Regions from separate parts of the Sus scrofa genome. Here region 2 is linked to region 1. The links are chromatin contacts, called in public targeted proximity ligation maps. All regions are on one chromosome and are shown on one strand. The core of a region is the stretch at or near the end of the contact, and the rest is flanking DNA. Distances in the headings are between cores, read along the strand shown.

Region 1 (5,998 bases), core at 2,198-4,697:
CACTCTATTTTTAGTTTTTTGAGGAACCTCCATACTGTTTTCTATGGTGGTTGCACTAACTTATCAGTATGGACATATTTGAACAGAGGGGTCTTCCCAGGCCCTTGAGCCCACTCCATGTTGCCAGCCATTCCCTACATCTCTGCCTAAATTGCATCCTGACCAGAGGACACCATCTCACTAAATAAATCATAGCTTTGGGATCTACTTTGTCATAGAAGCCTCATGTAGGCACAGTAAGATTTCTGAATGTGTCTCTTTCTCAGAAGGCTATGTATAGCCTCCTGCCCCGAACCACTGAAGTTTAGAGCTGCATGTCATGGATGTGGGGCAATTTGCCAACAGAATAGAAATAATTGAGACAGTGAAGCCTTCAGAACTCTCTCCTTTACAGCTTCCTTGCCTATCATCTCAGTCTTCCAATGTCCACCTTAGTTTTTATTCTGGCCGCTTTAGTAGCCATTTGCCCTCACACAAGACACATGCATCGCATCGTGAGCGAGGGGGAGGCTCTCACTCAGCCATTTCAAAGGATCTTTCTTTAAGAAGGAGATGTTTGGGGTCTGAAACCCAAGAAATTGTAGGTGGAAAATATCTCACAGGTGTGCTTGAGGGTGGCCGCCTAGGGGAATTACTGAGTCCAGAGCAAAAATGACCATGTAGGCTGTTTCAGAAATTAACTTAATGTGAAAATAGACGTCATCTGACTTGCTTAAGTAGAAGTACAGGGAGCATGTGGCCCCAGATTTGGCTTCAATTTCCCTTTGAAGTTAATGGGCACGGCAAGTGCTAGTCTCATTGTGGCCCTCGGAGCAGTATGTTTTGCATATACAGGACTTTGTAATGAGATGCGGTGGTTATTTATGTTTCGGTACTATTCCCTACAGACTGTAAAAAGGCACTTTGCTCAGCCCTGTCTAATCATTGCAGGTGTCAACACACTGAAGGTGAGTTTATGGGGCAGTAACCCTGCAGTTGTTATAAAAGAGCTTTTCCTGGAAAAAAAGATTTAAGCAATCATGTGAACTTCATTCTGACTGAGGGGGCCCCAGTGGCTTGATGATCCCCCAGTAACCATGTTTTTGTCAGGGTGGTAGTCAGTGTAGAGTGAGGCATAGGTGGGAAGGTTTCAGTTGAGGGTCATTTAACATATAGAACATGAGTCTCATGTTATCTCTTTCAAGGTCAAACTTAAATCCCTAAATCCGGTGTTTCTGTACACCAAAACACTCACTGGTCACTCCCTAAATTAAGATCTAGTTATTAAACATTTGCCAAATACCTACTAAATTCTAGATGCTGGGCTAGACTTTATAGAGTCAAAGATAAAAAGTTTAGGGACTTATCTTTAAGAGTTCTCTATCTAATTCTGAATCCCTATGCCAGTAATTTGTCTAGATGTGATTCACAAGCCTGGCTACTCAATGGACTCATCACTGTAGCTTTTAAAATATTGATGCTTGCAGAGTTCGTGGCACAGCGGAAACGAATCCAACCAGGAACCATGAGGTTGCAGGTTCAATCCCTGGCCTCGCTCAGTGGGTTAAGGATTCGGCATTGCTGTGAGCTGTGGTGTAGGTTGAAGACACCACTGGGATCCTATGTTGCTGTGGCTGTGGCATAGGCCAGCAGCAGCATCTCCAAATAGACCCATATGCCGCTGATGTGGTCCTAAAAAAAAAGACAAAGACCCCCCCCAAAAAAAAAAAATATATATATATATATATATATATATATGCTTGGCTCTCTTCCCAGATATATCAAATCAGAATCTCTGGGGCTGGGCTGCCAAAGCCATGTATTTAACAAGTTCTTAGGACAATTCCTATGCTTCCAGCCCTGTAAAACTCTGAAGATCTGAGTTTGGGGACCACTTACCAAAATAGCTTATTTAACACGGCAATACTATTATGTATGTTTTATTAACTGTGTTATATGTCAAGCTCATACAACCCAATCTAAAATTACTTAAAGAACTATTACTTCTTATAGTCTCAAAGTCAATCATAGTATTGTGTTCAAGCCTTTAATAAATCAGCATTTTTTAACCCTGAGTGCATTTTAGAATTTTTCTGGAGAGTTTTTAAAAAATGCTGATACCAGGTCCTCACTCTATACCAATTAAGTTAGAAACTTTACACACTAAGTCCTGGGTATTGACATTTAAAAAAAAAAATCTCTAATTGATTCTTATATGAATCCAGAAGAGAGACTCATTGGCTTAAATATTTGCTGTTGATGAGAATGAGCGAGCACAACTGTTATCTTCCTGGAACCAACAAGCACCTTTTGATAATTCCTTCCATTTGTATGGTTATCTTCAGTGTTCAGAGTGCTTTCGTCTGTCCACATAAATCTTGTAAACCTCTGCAAGAGGCCTTAGAGATGGTTTATGCCAGAGGTCAGCAAACATTTCCTGTAAAGGATTAGATAGTAAATATTTTAGGCTTCGTGAACCTTGTGTCACAACTGCATTAACTAGAATGGAAGCAGCCTTAGGCAATATGTAAATGAACAGGCATGGGGTGTGTTCCAATTAACTTTATTTACAAAACAGGTTGGAGTTGGATTTGGCCCTCAGGCTGTCGTTTGCTAACCCCTGGTCTAAACCAACACTCTAGTTTTACAGATGGGGAAATCGAAAGGTCCAATGGGTGTTGTGATTTGACTCAGATTTTATAGCTAGAAAAAGGCAAAAATATGCCTGAAGTTCAAATATTTAGACTTAAAAAAAAATCAGTGAATAGTGTTTTTAAAAATTCAAGCATTGAAAAGAGGGTTTTCACTAACAAATCATTATAAATCAACTCTAGTTCGATTTAAGAGAAAAAAAAATCAGGGTCTTCTCATTCTTGCCTTCTGTGTTTGTCTGGACTTAACTGTGTCTAGGTGACCTTGTGCATGTTTATTACTCTGTCCCTACTGCAAGCTCCTGGAGACTAGAGCTTGAACTTGTTCAGTGTTCTGTCCCCAGGGGCAGGGTGCAAAGTAGTGCCCAGTACCTGTCAGTGAATTGAATATATCAGAGCCATGCATTTGGAGCTCAGTTTCATGTATTTATCTCAAGACAGCCTAACCCTGGCTAGTTCATTGACTTCCTTAACTAACTTTTGCTAATATCTAGCTTTACTAGCCAAGGGCTGGTGCTCTTTGTAACTTCAAATAGTATTTATATAATGACAGAAAAAGTCACAGTGGATAAAGCAAAGGTCAAAAGTCTAATTATTTTTTAATACATCCACCTTCATATTTGCCCAGAAAACTATAAGAAGTCACTGTGAGCACTCTTCTTCCTGATTTGTTTGCTCTTCACTTTTTCCCTCTGTGCAGCATGCAGGACACTCCACGGGCAATGTGTTTCTCTCATCTGTTACATCCAGAAGCGCCCTCCCACCCTCACTGCCCCTAACCGCTGTGCAGACTCACCAGTTTGACCTTGGGAGGTACTGTTTACAGTTGGGTGAACTTGGGACTTTCCCTTTTGAGTCAAGCTGAGCAAATGGACAAGAAAACCCTGCAGAACCTGTTCAGCGATTTCAGACTGTAAGCAAGCAGCTCAGAGGGAATGGGGGTAGAGAGTACTTTATGACCCCAATTAACGTCTTCTCTCCCAAGGTTGTCAACACACCAGGCTGAGCAGCAGCCTGAGAAAGTGGCTCGCTTCCCAGGCAGGTTTGCTGGTTGGCCTCCAAGTAACACCACCCTGGGTGCTTGCTTAATGCAGGTGCAATGGGCTATCATCTTATGTCTTTGCCTTTTCAAAACTTGTTTTTCACACGCATATATATGCCCCTTCACACATTCATAGTTACTAATATCTCAGTGTGGAAAAAGAGAAGACAGAATGTTATGGTCATATGAGGGCAAACATCTTTCAAAAGGGAACTCATACTGGGGAAGACTGGGTCAAATGCTTGGGAAATAAGTGAGGAGGACAATTTAGCCATCAAATCTACGATGTGGCTCTAATGTCATATCATTTGCATGGCCACTGTACAGAACCACATTATTTGACCTTTAAAGTTTGTACATTGATAAATAATTTGAAAGATAGCAAAAAAAAAAAAATGTAGTTCTCAACTTCTCCCTGTTGACAGACATTTGAGGAGAAAGGACACTGCATGTATATGTCATGGAATGAATGCATGAATGACGCTTACATTTTTAAATAATGAAGATTCCTGATGAGTGGAATGGATGACACCTTTTATATGGATTCCGAGAGGAGGATTTTCTGTATGGAATGGAATTGCTAGAAAGTGGTGTTTGAGTTAGGGCTTGAAGGATGGATTTCCACAGTAGAGAGGAGGGTTAAGACCAGACAGACCAAACTGAAGGCTCAATCAACAGGGGCATAAGGGAAGTGCCATCTGGCTGGAGCAGGGCATTTTTTTCAAGGCATGGTGGTGCCTTGGTTGCAGAGTTAGGTGGAGGTGGCTGTGGGAAACTGAGTAATGGTATGGTGAAATCTCTGGGCCTTGGTTCAAATCCCAGCTCTGCTACTCTCGAACTATAACTTGGGGAAATTAGTTTAATCTCCCTGGACCTCAAATTAGTAAAATTGGCTAATAAAAGTGTCCGTCTCATGGGTTTCTTTGATGATTCAATGTGATAATCCACGTTAAACTCTCTGTGCGATGCTTGGCACACAATAAGCACCCAGTCAATAACAGCTACTACATTACGGCAGGTCCTGAAGGTCCTGGGATTTATAATTCCCCAGACAAGCTAGTACTCATCTTTCTTAGTCATTTGCTTGTGACCTAAAAAATCTCTTTGCAGACTACCGCTTCTTTCCACTCTTGTCTGTGATTCTTGTCCCCATCTGGAGAGCTGTTCCATGGGCTCACAGTGGGATACTCTGAGAGTAAACATGATAACTAAACATCACGAGTCAGGACTTTGGAGCTCTCATCCCACTGCTATGCCTGACATGTTCTCCGTGCCTTTGACTGTCTAGATTTTACGTCTATAAAATGGCCTTTGATGCTGATACAGAGAGTGAATCAGTATCACTCCACCACCATCTTCCACTCCCTGAAAGGTATAAATGTCTAAGTAGGAATACTATATCTCTTTGGGTACTTTATTGCATGTGTAATTCTCAACTAAGAATTATAAAAGAAAAAAAAATTGGGCTGGGAGTATTCAAAAGAACCCGCAGGATATCTCCTTAAAGAAAAAGTTTATAAAAGAAACTAAAGCCCAGATGGTGGATATAACATGCAGAGCAGGAGATCTGATGCAAAGGGAGGGCTCCTTGTCCATCATGCTAATCCTACTTGCTGATTTATAGAGGTATTGGCTGCTTTATCTTCCTAATAATTAGGACCTTCAGTGAGGACTGAGAGTAACTCTCATTATTGGGTCCAGAAAGAATTATGCCAAGTAAAGACTCTGCAGGAAACATCTGTTATGCAAAGTGCTGCCTTCATAAGTAGAGAGACCCCATGGACAGTGTTCCCTCGCCTAAACTGGCGACATATCTGAATTGCCAGAGTATCTTCCGCCAGCCTCTATGCAGGGGCTGCTCCTTTGATGGGCCGTGAAATACCATTTAGGAGATGGGTTCATGTTTTCTTGTTGTTGATCCTTTCCCCTCACGGAGCCTGAGCCTTGGAGGGTTTGCTCTTATGCCATGTGCTCAGAAAGGTTTGCTCAGCCTGAGCCAGTCCATTGCTGGTTGCTGTGGCCAGAGTGTGCTGACTTACTGCGGTTTCCCTGCAGTGCCAGTGGGATCTTTTTCTTCATTTCTGTGCCTGAGAAGCAGTTCTTCTGGAGTAGCTTTGTGTGTGCTCCTCCATGAGTTTGCATGGCTGGATGGTGGATTGGGGATGTATGCATCCCACTCTCCCCCCTTGTGTCTGAGCCGTTGGATTTTACCTTCCAGGGCAGTCATAGCTTGGCTGAAACCCAGGGTGTCCTCTTGAGAGTCGGCTACTCTGTCCTGTGCTGTTTGGAGAGCCTGGAAAGTTCTTTGGGAATCTTATCAAATTGT
Region 2 (5,814 bases), core at 498-2,997, 250 kb after region 1:
AGCTTAAGCTGATAATTAAAATTCCTACAGAAGACGGAGCCACAGCTTCTCTGTAGATAGAAAACAAAATCAGGTTCTGTGAGAAAACTATGTTGACAAAGCATGCCATTCCAAACCACCAGAAAAAAACCAGGAATCGTATCATATTCCAAAGAGTCAGGATAGAGCAGCATTTTCAACAAGAGGCCGGCAAGACCACACTTGCAAGATGGAAGCCTGCTAACGAGCTCCCAGCAGCGCTGAGGGTCTTTGGTAACAAGGAGCCTCCAGCTCAGTGACACGCAGCTCGCCTCAGCAGCAGCTGTGTGATCATTGCTAAAGCCTGGCGGCCTCACACGTTGGCAAAGCGCCTTGTGTGATGATATCGCCAGAATTAGCTACCAGGGAGAGGATACAGTGCAGTCGTGTGGCTGCTTCTGTTGTTGTTTCCATTACTATTGATACCGTTTCCTGAGCGCCTACTCTGTGCCCCATGGTTTACTAGGAACTTTGTGTGTATGGTTGTCTTCAGTCCTCAGACAAGCCCACGGGTTAAGGACTACTGCTTAATAGTTCAATGTATGCACTGTTCTTATTGCATATGTAAGGTATACATTATATGAACAAAATTCTGCCTGTTGCAATATTTCCATCATGTAGAAAGTTCTCTTTGACAGTCCTGGGCTAGATGCTTGAGCAAATGTGCTGTTATCCAGTTCAGTAGCCCCTAGCTGCATTCATACTGAGCTCTTGAAAAAGGTGGCAAGAACAAATGAGGAACTGAATTCTAAAGGTCAGAGTTCCTGTGGTGGCCCAGCAGTACCAAACCCAACTAGTCTCCGAGAGGATGCGGGTTGGATCCCTGGCTTCGCTCATTGGGTTAAGGATCCCTCGTTGCTGTAAGCTGTGGTGTAGGTCACAGATATGGCTCGGATCCACTGTTGCTGTGGGTGTGGTGTAGACCAGCAGCTATAGCTCTGATTCAGCCCCTAGCCTGGAAACTTCCATATGCCACGTGTGTGGCCCTAAAAAAAAGAGACAAGAAAATGTTATTTATTTAAATTTTATTTAAGATGTTTGATTTGGGGAGTTCCCATTGTGGTGCCATGGAAACAAATCCTACTAGAAACCATGAGGTTGCGGGTTCAATCCCCAGCCTCACTCAGTGGGTTAAGGATCCAGCGTTGATGTGAGCTGTGTATAGGTCGCAGACAAGTCTCAAATCCTGCGTTGCTTTGACTGTGGTGTAGGCCAGCGACTACAGCTCTGATTGGACCTTTAGCCTGGGAACCTCCATATGCTGTGGGTGCAGCCTTTTAAAGACAAAAAAAAAAAAAAAAAAAAAGAGAGAGAGAGAGAATAAAATGTTTTATTTTTTTAAGTTAATGTAAATAGCCAGTGTGGTTGGTGCCTACCATACTGGGCAGCACAGGTCTAAGACCAAGTGCATACAGCTAGCAAATACCAGAAAAATGGATTCCATCTGGAGATTATCTGGTTCTGAAGTCACGGCTTTAAAAATTAGTAGTAGGTGGGCACACCCTAAAGCATGTTATCATGTTTGTGCCATTAGAACATTTCAGTTAGTGCTCCCAGCTGTTTTCCTGTCTGTGAGTCTAAATCCTGGTGCCTTTAGCAATATTCTGGATGCGTGGGCAGTGTCACCTACTGCGGATACTTGAGTATCAGAACCTCCTGGTTCTGTCCATCGGGCTAATCAGATGTGGAGGGAGGAAGTAAGACTAATAGAGGAACTGTTGGTGCTAGATACTTTCTGCTTGTCTCCCTGATCTAATCTCTCCTGTTCTCTGTTTTGCTGTGGTCTCAGGGTCCTGACAGCCTATGGTCTGCTGAACGGGACTTCCTGTCCCATGGCTTCTGGTGGGGTCCAGCCAGTGGCAGCTTCTAGATGGAATTGGAAGGGTAGGAAGGGAAAGAGGTTCACGTCTTTATTCCTCCCAGCTTCTCTCTGCCAGGCCATTGTCAGCAGTGGCTACATCATTCTGTTTGAGAACTAGCTCCTCGTGAGTGGCTCTCTCCTCAGTTGCAGGTCTCACTAGGTTCCAGTAATTGTCCCTCCTCTGACCCTTTCTGCTAAACCTGGTAACAGCTTCCCACTGTTGCCAGCCCTCTGGTGCTTCACTGAATATTGTTGGTTTCCCTTAATCTTGCCCACACCTTTGTAAATAATTCCTTTACTAAACTCCTTTCTGCTTACCCTTTTTGAATGCCATTTGTTTCTTGGAATGTCTTATCTCTTGCTAGAGACTCAGATGGTGAGAATATTAGATGAATTTAAAGAATAAGAATTATTAGCTCATGACCTAGTATTTCATAAAGTGGTTACCACATACTCTTATCCATACACACAAAAATGCAGCATATTACAGATTATATATATGAAAGCTTTGCCAAGAGGCAGCGTCTCATGGCCTGAACTTTGTTTTGTTATTACATGGATCCAAAGAGCATACATGAGCAGGGCCATTCACTGCAGCGTTATTTTGTATATAAAAAAGTTGAGACAAAATCATGTGTCCCATCAGAAGAATGGTTACAGTACTTGTTTTCTAAGGAAAAGTATGTAGTCCTTAAAAAGAATGAAAAATAACTTTAAACACCAAAATGGAAAACTATCTATGATATACCGTTGAGTGGGGGAAAAAGTTGTTAAACTGTACATGCAATATATTGTAATACTTTAAAGATACATGTGAATTCACCTGTTCCACGAATATATTGAATACTTACTGTGTCAGACCTTGTTTTAGGCTCTAGAGATTCAGCAGGAAGCAAAACAGACAAAATTCCCTGTCTTCGTGGAGCTTGCCTTTCATTGGTGGGAGGCAGACAGTGAAGGAAATTAGTCAAATATATAGTATGTTAAGAGGTGAAATGTGCAGAGAAAGAGTAGAAAGTGTTGGACAAGGGGCCCATCTCGGACAGGATGGTGAGTTAAGGCCTCACGGGAAAGCAACATTGAGTAGTGACTTGTAGGAGGTGAGGGGCAGGACCTGAACACAACTGGGAAAAGGACATTCCAGGAACAGGCCCAGAGGCTCAGGTGTGGAAGCGCTGCAGGCGGTGAGGAGAGCAGTGCAGCTGGATTAGAGTCCGTGAGGAGGCAGAAGAGCTCAGAGTGTAATTTTACTATGTATGTTTGCATATGGTTTTTAAAAGGTCTCAAAAGTACCCACCAAACTCAACAGGATTTGCTCCTGCGGAATGAGGAATGTTCTTTTTTTAGAGAGAATTCAGTTTTCCTCTTATATACCGATGTATTTTTCAATGTTAAAATAGATAGGGGTGTCTTTTAACATTTTAAACCCAATTGTTTTTTCAAAGAAGAATCAGAAAACAAAAGACCGAATAAAGGTCTAGCACATGCCAAAAAATTAAAAATAATTCTCCGAAGTACCAGTATTTTCACAGAAAGTGACTCCAGACATTTTTGGTCAAAGTTCCATGTTGATATTATAGGATTATGCTGGGTGTTAGCCTCCCTAAGATGAGTGCCGTTTTGAATGCCTACAGCAATGACAGTTCTACCCCAGTTATTTACACCTATGTCTCGCTGGATGCTATAGCCTCTGACGGTGGATTTGCATTTATTTCTGTTGGATTTAGGGAATTTTTATGTGTGAATATTATGAGATGTCACCATTGTGATTCATGAAGCAAACTTACAGCCTCAATAGAAGCTAAGGATGCCCTGAAACACGATGCTAGAAGAAATCGGCCAAAACGACTTGTTAGATTCTTCTTTCAGTGTGTAGTTGCGGATCTGACAAAAGTCCTTCTGGGCTCCCAGGGCGGAAACACGGCGAAGCTCACTGCAGCTGACCTGCAGAAGATCTAGTCGAGGTTTTGTCATCTCACTCTTTGCTCATTTTTATGAGAATGGTTATTCTTTTCAAGAACTGTAGGATCTCTCCTCTTCCTTCTGTGCTCTGTTCCTTTCTCTCTCTCTCTCTCTCTTTCCTTCTCAGCTCACTTTCATATTTACCTTCACTTTTTTTTCCTCTGCTGCATAAGTTGTACATTTCTCTCCTTTTTTTCAAATCCTGTCTGGCACTTCTTATGTTTGGTCTCTCTCCTGTCTCCCTCTGTGCCCTTTTTCCTGTGTATCTCTTTTTCTAACTCATATCAAATGTTCTTATCATGAAGTTGAAATATATTTTAATAGACTTTTTACTTCTTCACCCTCTTTCTTTAAAAAGAAGAGAAACACAAAATTGGGGAAAAAACTGTAAAATACAAATAGGGCTGCTGTTCACTTAGGAGCACAAAGAGTTGGCCAGGTGGGTTTCTGTCACTGTAACTGAGGGCAAAGGGCACTGGATGAGGATGAGACTGTGGGTAACTCAGTGGGGTATTGTTCTAGTGACTAACAGTAAGGCATAATGACGAGAACTTTTAAAAGAAAAGTGATAGGAGTTCTTGTCGTGGTGCAGCAGAAATGAATCTGACTGGGAACCAAGAGGTTGCGGGTTTGATCCCTGGCCTCGCTCAGTGGGTTAAGGATCTGGTGTTGCCATGAGCTGTGATGAAGGCCGGCAGCTGTAGCTACGACTGGACCCCTGGCCTGGGAATCTCCATATGCCGTGAGTGTGGCCCTAAAAAGCAAAAATAATAATAATAATAAAATTAAAAAGTGATAAATACAGGATCTCTGTGGTGCCGGTTCCTTTCTTGTGCCCGTAAAGGATTCTGCTCGCAAGTCCTTGCCTTGCCCCTTCAGGGGTGCCTACTTCTAGATGCTTCTCAACACAGCGTTCCAGGCAGCCACTACCTTCATTGACATTGAGGGTGAAACTTATGTGTCATCCTTCTTTCAAAGCTCTCTTCTAGAGTCATCGGACCCTGGGGCTGGGCAATAAATACCGTTTCTCCAGAACCACATGGTAAAGGCAGAAACGGTAAGCCTCCTTGGTCTTCGGGAAGTGCCTCAGAGTTCTAACTTGGATGAGTCGGGGTCAGGACTTTTCCCCAAGACATTCAAATTGAAGGTGCAACCTTTTAATAACTTGAAAGGCTTCTGTAATTTTTCCTCCTCATCGCCAGCTCTCCAGGTGTGGGGAAGAAATTCCTCTGGCCAGACACCAACTCCTCAGTATAGAAGAAGCCAGGCAGCAGAGGTCAAGGGCAGGCTTCTTGGCCCCAGTTTCCCTGTTTCCTCTTCTGCTTCTCCTCTTCCTGTCCGCAGCCTGCCTGACACACTCTTGGTAACTCAACACTACATTTTGTGTTGCTCCAGCTTTCAGGTGCTGTAAATGTTCCTCTAGAGCTACTTGGTCTTTTTTTTTTTTTTTACTAAATAATGGAACCATTCTCACCAAATTAGTACCTTCTTTTCAGTTGGACTTGGGAATGTCTTCGAGCTAAAGCACAATTTGAAAATATGAGTCAGAAGGAGCTCCCTTTGTGGCTCAGTGGATAATGAATCCGACTAGGAACCATGAGGTTGCAGGTTCAACCCCTGGCTTTGCTCAGTGGGTTAAGGATCTGGCGTTGCCGTGAGCTGTGGTGTAGGTCTCAGACATGGCTTGGATCCTGTGTTGTTGTGGCTCCAGTGTAGGCTGGCGGCAACAGCTCCAATTAGACCCCTAGTCTGGGAGCCTCCATGTGCCACAGGTGCGGCCCTAGAAAAGACAAAAAAAACCAGAAAGTATGAGTCAGAAGCCTTAAAAATACCTATCTCTTTAACCTCGTGATTCCAGTTCTGTAACAGAGAGATAAAATTTTAACCACACACACACACACACACACACACACACACACGTTGTTCGTCTGAGCATTGTTTATAACAGAGAAAATGGGAAGCAATCTAAATCT

What was found.
Region 2: a targeted proximity ligation map of alveolar macrophages shows a contact between it and region 1. A contact is called at or near these places in 1 of 47 Hi-C or Micro-C datasets (liver) and 2 of 2 datasets of targeted methods (alveolar macrophages and skeletal muscle).

What each region holds. Positions count from the first base shown.
Region 1 is chr5:90,481,579-90,487,576 of Sscrofa11.1, forward strand. No RefSeq gene overlaps it. Among named protein-coding and RNA genes, the nearest start is that of PLEKHG7, 170 kb to the left of the region's middle.
Region 2 is chr5:90,729,269-90,735,082 of Sscrofa11.1, forward strand. All of the region lies in intron 3 of LOC106510428 (a long non-coding RNA gene), which reads left to right. Among named protein-coding and RNA genes, the nearest start is that of BTG1, 83 kb to the right of the region's middle.